Regions from separate parts of the Bombyx mori genome. Here region 1 is linked to region 2. A link is a contact called in public Hi-C data. All regions are on one chromosome and are shown on one strand. The core of a region is the stretch at or near the end of the contact, and the rest is flanking DNA. Distances in the headings are between cores, read along the strand shown.

Region 1 (3,126 bases), core at 126-2,625, 71 kb after region 2:
AATAAGTTCCAATGCACCATCCCTAATACCATAGTGATGTAGTTTCCTCACCAATGTTTCATGTTCAACACAGTCAAATGCTTTGGACAAGTCACAGAAAATTCCAAGACAATCATGCGATTCCTCCCAAGATTTAAAAATATTTTTGACTAGATAAGCACCTGCATCAGTTGTAGAGCGACCCCTGGTAAACCCGAATTGTTTAGTATGAAGCAGGTTATTTGAATTAAAATCGAATACTTCACAGCTTTCGTGGTCCCGATCCACTAACGGTGCTTTTAGGTACCCCAAGCACCGGTCATTGTTCTTGTCGAACCCGTCGCTTGCACGAAAGGCTCGGCGAGTAAATTAACCCACAGACACAGCCCACTGAGTTTCACGCCGGATCTTCTCACTGGGTCGCGTTTCCGATCGGGTGGTAGATTCTGCGAAGCGCGGCTCTTGCTAGGGTTCGTGTTAGTAACAACGTAGGGTTTTAGCCCCGTGAGCTCACCTCCCGATGACGCTGATATGATTTCTCAAGACCATCAGCTTAGGTAGGAAATACAATTTAAAAAAAAAGCTTTCGCGGTTACGCTGAAGCTTCCGAAAATAATAAACGCGATATTAAATCGTAAGGTTAAAATGTCTATGCGTAAACCAAAGCAAATCGAAGTATTTGTGTATAAAAAATTACTAGTATGTAATAGTATTTTAAACTCGTTATCCCATGTTCGTAAGTGCATTTGGTCAAAGTTACATCTAGCGACATCTATTGTTAATAGAGATTACCTGTAATCCACATTCGTTTGGCGCTTGTAGCAACAAAGGTTTCCGAGGTTTAAAATGAAATAAGAACTGTCGCCTAAAACATTCCGCATAAGCAAGTAGTAAGCGTTCTTTTGGACTGTTCGTGTAGTAGCTTTCTGGAAATTTAGTTCTCGTCTCGAACACTGGTTCGACTATATCCGGCCAGCATAAGTTTATCACACCGAGCTCATAGATGGTGTTGTTCAACGTTTCTAATGTTAAAGGTTCATTCACATCTTTCAAACTAAACACTTTAGGAGATATTTCATCGAATTCTTCTTCTTTATCTGGTTCATCTAATATCTCACTCGCTACATTTTCATTTACCTCCAATAAAGGGTCCAGAGGCTCCAATTCCGATTTCCTTTCTGTCCCAAACGTTTCTGATTGTAGTTTTGGAACACTCATTGTAGATGATTAAGCTACAACTTCTATTAATTGGATTCATTTAACATAAACATGACTAGAATACTCAAATTTCAGTTACCTACGCAACCACGTAACTTTCCTGAATACAGCTGTTTTCAGTGTAACATTCTATTTCCCTTAGTAATTTCAAAATTTCATAGCAATATCAAAACGTTAGGGTACGTTTGTGTTGCAAGCTAAAAACTATTGCCATCGATTAGGATGGCTTGGAACTTCTGAGGATAAAACGACCACAAAAGCCAAAACTATGTTAAACGTTAAATTATAATACGATACATAGGTTGGGGGAAATAAAAATTTGACACGACAGTATAAAATGTACATAAACAGTATAAAATTCTAGCTAAAAAGACCATGACAACCGCTCGTGCAATGCGCAAGGTTATGTGAATTTAGTAAATTGACAAGTTTACATGTAAAATAATATCATATTTAAATCCAATTCTAGCAAAAACATAGCAAAAAACACTACCTTTCAATTTTTTTAATTCAGATCTTCAGCTGCCTTATCGCTTTAAGCTGGAATTATTTAGTGCTTATACCCGTGCGGCCCTCCAAAAGCCTTTTCACAATAACCATTTTAGTATGTGTAAAATTTCGTACACGCCTAAATCTTATCCTATCTGGTGTAATTAAAGCATTGTCTGCCAAATTCATAATTTAACATACAGGTTTGAGGTCGGAATTTTTTCTAGAGCCAGAATCGAAAAAATCATTAGCAACACTATTCAAGTCTGCATACATGTCACAATTACTGTCACTCTCAAATGTCAAAAAGTAAAATGTCAGTGACAGTCTGATCGTGAACATTTCTCAATTTTCCATAGACCTACAATTTTCTCATCAGTTGATTGGCAAAATACTTCAAATCAAATTAGGAAATTTAATTTTTTCACTGTTATTTCAAATGGAATAGTTATATACATTTCATGTTATAAAAATTTTGAAAAACATAACTATCACACATAACCAATGTAAATTATTAAATAAATTCTGCGGTTAATTAATAATTAAGTGCTATCAGGGCTCCCTTATCAAAGGTCTTGGCACAAAGGTTAGTAGTGATTTCACAGAAAGATGGGAAATAAGTCGTCTTTGTTGTTGAGAGAGGAGGAAATTGCACAAATACAGGAAGAAACCGGGTGTAAGTTATTTTCCTTATTAAATCAATTGTTTGTTATTGTAATTATTTATGATGTAGTCATCAAGTGATATGTCCATGCATACTTTAATGAAATTACTAAACATCAGTAACATTTAAAATGCACTGAAACTGATTGAAACACCATTCTGTACCTAATCAATGTTTAACATTTTCAGTCACACCTAATCAAATAGAACGCCTTTATTCCCGATTCACATCACTAGACAAAAATGACTGCGGAACATTATCTCGTGAGGACTTCCTGAGAATTCCAGAGTTAGCAATCAATCCACTAAGCGAGAGAATTGTGCAATCATTCTTTGCTGAAAGCCACGATGACAGAGTTAACTTCCTGCAGTTCATGAGGGTTCTTGCACACTTTAGGCCCATCAAGAAGAATAGGGAAAATAAACTCAATTGCAGAGAAGAAAAATTGAGGTGTAAGTAAAAAATTGTCTGTAAACTTTAGTAACCATTTTACATTAGATGGGCTATTGTAACCCATCGCAAAACATTCACATTAGTCTAAGGTTTATGCCATTTACATTGTCTAGTGTCTGAAAACTAGATGTAATCCTATATAAAAGGAGGAAGGCGAGTTTGAGAAATCTTGTGTTAAATGGGGGTTACTTGAAGTCAAAAAGTCACCATCTCACACCACCTTCGACGATAATGTATCTCTTTTAAATACATATGAAATCAGCCCCAAGCTATTTCTGTCCACTTCTAACAGGCTACTGCCGAAAAAATTCTAGATCATCATT
Region 2 (3,044 bases), core at 158-2,657:
TTGATAACTTTCACTATGTTAATGTTTCGTTTTTTCTTTGTAAAAAACATTTATGTACCCTCATATTTTATTATTAGTGCATTGCTCATTGGTGTCCACTTCAATATACATTGCTTATACAACAATAAATTATTATTTTTAGGTGATATTGAAAAATAATATTGATAATAAGTAGGTATCAATCAAGCAAGCTAAATTGAGCAGATGAACTCATGGCCAACCTGATCTTAAGCATTTACTGATAGCCATATTTTATTTTACAACGCTACCCACCCTGATACATAAGACTGACGCCCCAATTATTGATTTATTACGTTGACACAACGGCTTCGCGGGAAAAGTACGCTGGATATTGTTAACGTTATTACCCACTCGTACCAACTTGCATCGAGACACTCCTCCACTACAAGTCCTAGACTGAAATCCTCGAGGAAGACGCGAATGTGGGCCTCCCAGGCAAGGCCGAAGAACTGGCGACTGGTAAACTGGCAAACCAACCATCTTGAAGAGAAATGAAACGCTAATCTCAAAACCAGAATTGAATCCTGAAACTCTTTAAACGCTATCTGCCCTTTATCACAGAAACTCAAAAAAACTACTCAATATAGAAGTTGTGGGAACTAGGGTGTCAAGTAAAATGTCTAGATGAGATTAAAAAATGAATGTATGCTATAGGCGTTGCCACCTCTGAAGGATATCGGCCTATCACTTAGGATTCTCCGCGAACATCACAAGGACCCTGTGACCGTCTTGACTAAGCCTAAGCTATGCTGCGCTCTGATTGATGTGACTAACAGCTAACTATCTCGTACTGTGTTCTTATATTTTTTCCTATCAGAAAGACATAATGAGGTGCGAGCGAGATAGATGATCGATTTATCAGTGCACTGCTAAGGAACACATACAGTTCGCATAGTCATCGCTATTACACAAAGCAAGACGTGTATATTTTTAATAGTTTCTTCACTCATATTAAAAAATCGATATGGTTCAATACAGTATAGCATAGCAGAGTTTAGCTCTTTGATTACTCACGGTAGTACTTAAAACCACGCCATCTTATCCCCTTTGGCTTATTCGAGTTCAGCTTGGACAGGGACTGGGCGTTTAAATTATTTTCATTGTAATCAAAGAAAGCTTTTAGTGTTGTTCGGTCAGTGATGTCTGGCTAATTAGTCCTGACTAAAAAAAAATACCATGTGTTACTTAGCTGATATCTAGAACGTCTTGCATAGGATTAAATCGTAAAGTTGCGACGCAAAATACCCATAATCCCGTTCAAAGTAATTTCATAAGCTAAATATTCGATATTTTTGTATTCCGTTCGCGTGGTCGTTAGCAACAGTCGGTAGACGATGACGGCTGAGCGGATGAGTCAGCCCGTGACCGAGACGCGATAATGCGCGGTGCCCTGTCACCGCGATGCAGTTACGTGCGTCCGCGCCGTCAGATCAGACACAGGGTACACGAGCGATAGCGGGGTACGAAAAAAAACAACATAATCACAACACAATAAGGATACAGTACAACACAGTACCTAACTTATATCAATAACTAGCTGACCCGGCAGACATCGTATTGCCTCAATTGATAAATATAAAAGACTTTTGTATAAAATAAACTTAAAACAAACAAAAGGAATCCGTCCGACGGAAAACATATCAAAAGGAACCAAAATTGTTATTTTTATTTAATTCCGAGCATTTTCATATTTTTATTTAGCTTTTAAACCTTCTCTGGACTTCTAGAAATAATTCAAGACCAAAATTAGCCAAATCGGTCCAGCCCTTCCAGAGTTTTAGCGAGACTAACGAACAGCAATTCATTTTTATATGTATAGATTATACACACTATATAAAAAGTATAAGAATTCACCCCTTTGAATTTTCTTGTAATATTTTCCAATTCTGTCCCATATTCAAATTTCAATATTCTACTCGTAGCTCTTCAGAAATTTATGTTTAAAATCAAGTTAAACAACCTCACCTGTCAAGGACCATCGTAGTGAAACTGCAATGTTAAGCGAAGCCGTAACAAGAGAATGTAATTTTTATGTACAGCATACATTGCGTGCAGTATGAATCACATCAGTAAGTGTGTTTATATTTTGTATTATTATCTGAATTAATTAGACTTTTTTATGGTTCTCGTATCATAGCCTAGGCCACAAAATCTATGCGGTAAGTCGTGTCTTAACTGTGACCTTGGTATGGCTTGAGCGATAGTAAGCTGCTTTTAATTTCTACAATCCTAACAAGGATTTTTCAATCATACTTCCAAACAATTCACATTTTCCAGGACAGCTCTCTTATACCCGGTAGCCTTTAAAGAGTTAATTATGCTTGGCCAAAATTTACTAAGTCACGTTTACATTCACCTTTTGTTTTATTGCTTAGATGGGTAGACGAGCTCACAGCCCACCTTGTGTTAAGTGGTTACCGGAGCCCATAGACATCTACAACGTAAATGCGCCATAAAACGCATTACTGCTTCACGGCAGAAATAGGCCCCTGCCTGGTGGTACCTACCCGTGCGGACTCACAAGAGGTCCTACCACCAGTAATTACGAAAATTATAATTTTGCGGATGTGATTTTTATTACACGATCTAATAAATCACCTAATTACAAGTTATCCTCATTGATATTAATTACACAGAAGACTAGAATAAGCGGATATTAACACGACGGGTTCTTTAATATCTTTCACATCGTGCCAAATAAGACAAACGAGTTTGGCGAGGTCACCGCCCGCTTCCGCGTATGCCACAGTGTCAGCGGTGTGGCCCATCTGCACTGGGCTGGGAGCATAAAAACATTGCGCAGCTGCGGACGCAGTCACTGCAGAACGTCCGCGATTTTGAAACAGCTTATGCATGATCTGCAGTCGTTTTGAAATGCCCGAGTGGCTTTGAAATTACATCATATTGAGTTTAGAAAGTTTTGTCTGGAATGAGCTTTCACTTAAGTCGACAGTTTTTTTTTCGTAGCCGGTCTACGAGCGTTCTGCTGTCGAGAAGAATACCCCTCTCTGGCCATTAAAATC

The links. A called contact is a pair of places that touch in the nucleus more often than the background predicts.
Region 1: a Hi-C map of whole pupa shows a contact between it and region 2, with 4 times the contacts expected there. The contact joins the promoter of LOC101743528 here to the enhancer-like site in region 2. A contact is called at or near these places in 2 of 7 Hi-C or Micro-C datasets (both in whole pupa).

Annotation. Positions count from the first base shown.
Region 1 is chr25:3,778,067-3,781,192 of ASM3026992v2, forward strand. It overlaps LOC101743528 (dynein regulatory complex subunit 7), which reads right to left and starts at 1,376. Exons shown (of 14, transcript XM_038020260.2): 1 at 772-1,376. The coding sequence starts at 1,197. It overlaps LOC692863 (calcium-binding protein p22), which reads left to right and starts at 2,051. Exons shown (of 5, transcript NM_001046708.1): 1 at 2,051-2,362; 2 at 2,539-2,802. The coding sequence starts at 2,296.
Region 2 is chr25:3,706,599-3,709,642 of ASM3026992v2, forward strand. All of the region lies in intron 2 of LOC101743528 (dynein regulatory complex subunit 7), which reads right to left. Among protein-coding and RNA genes, the nearest start is that of LOC101743302, 57 kb to the right of the region's middle. Within about 2 kb of position 1,408, at least 8 of the 8 cell types and tissues checked have open chromatin away from gene starts, as enhancers often do.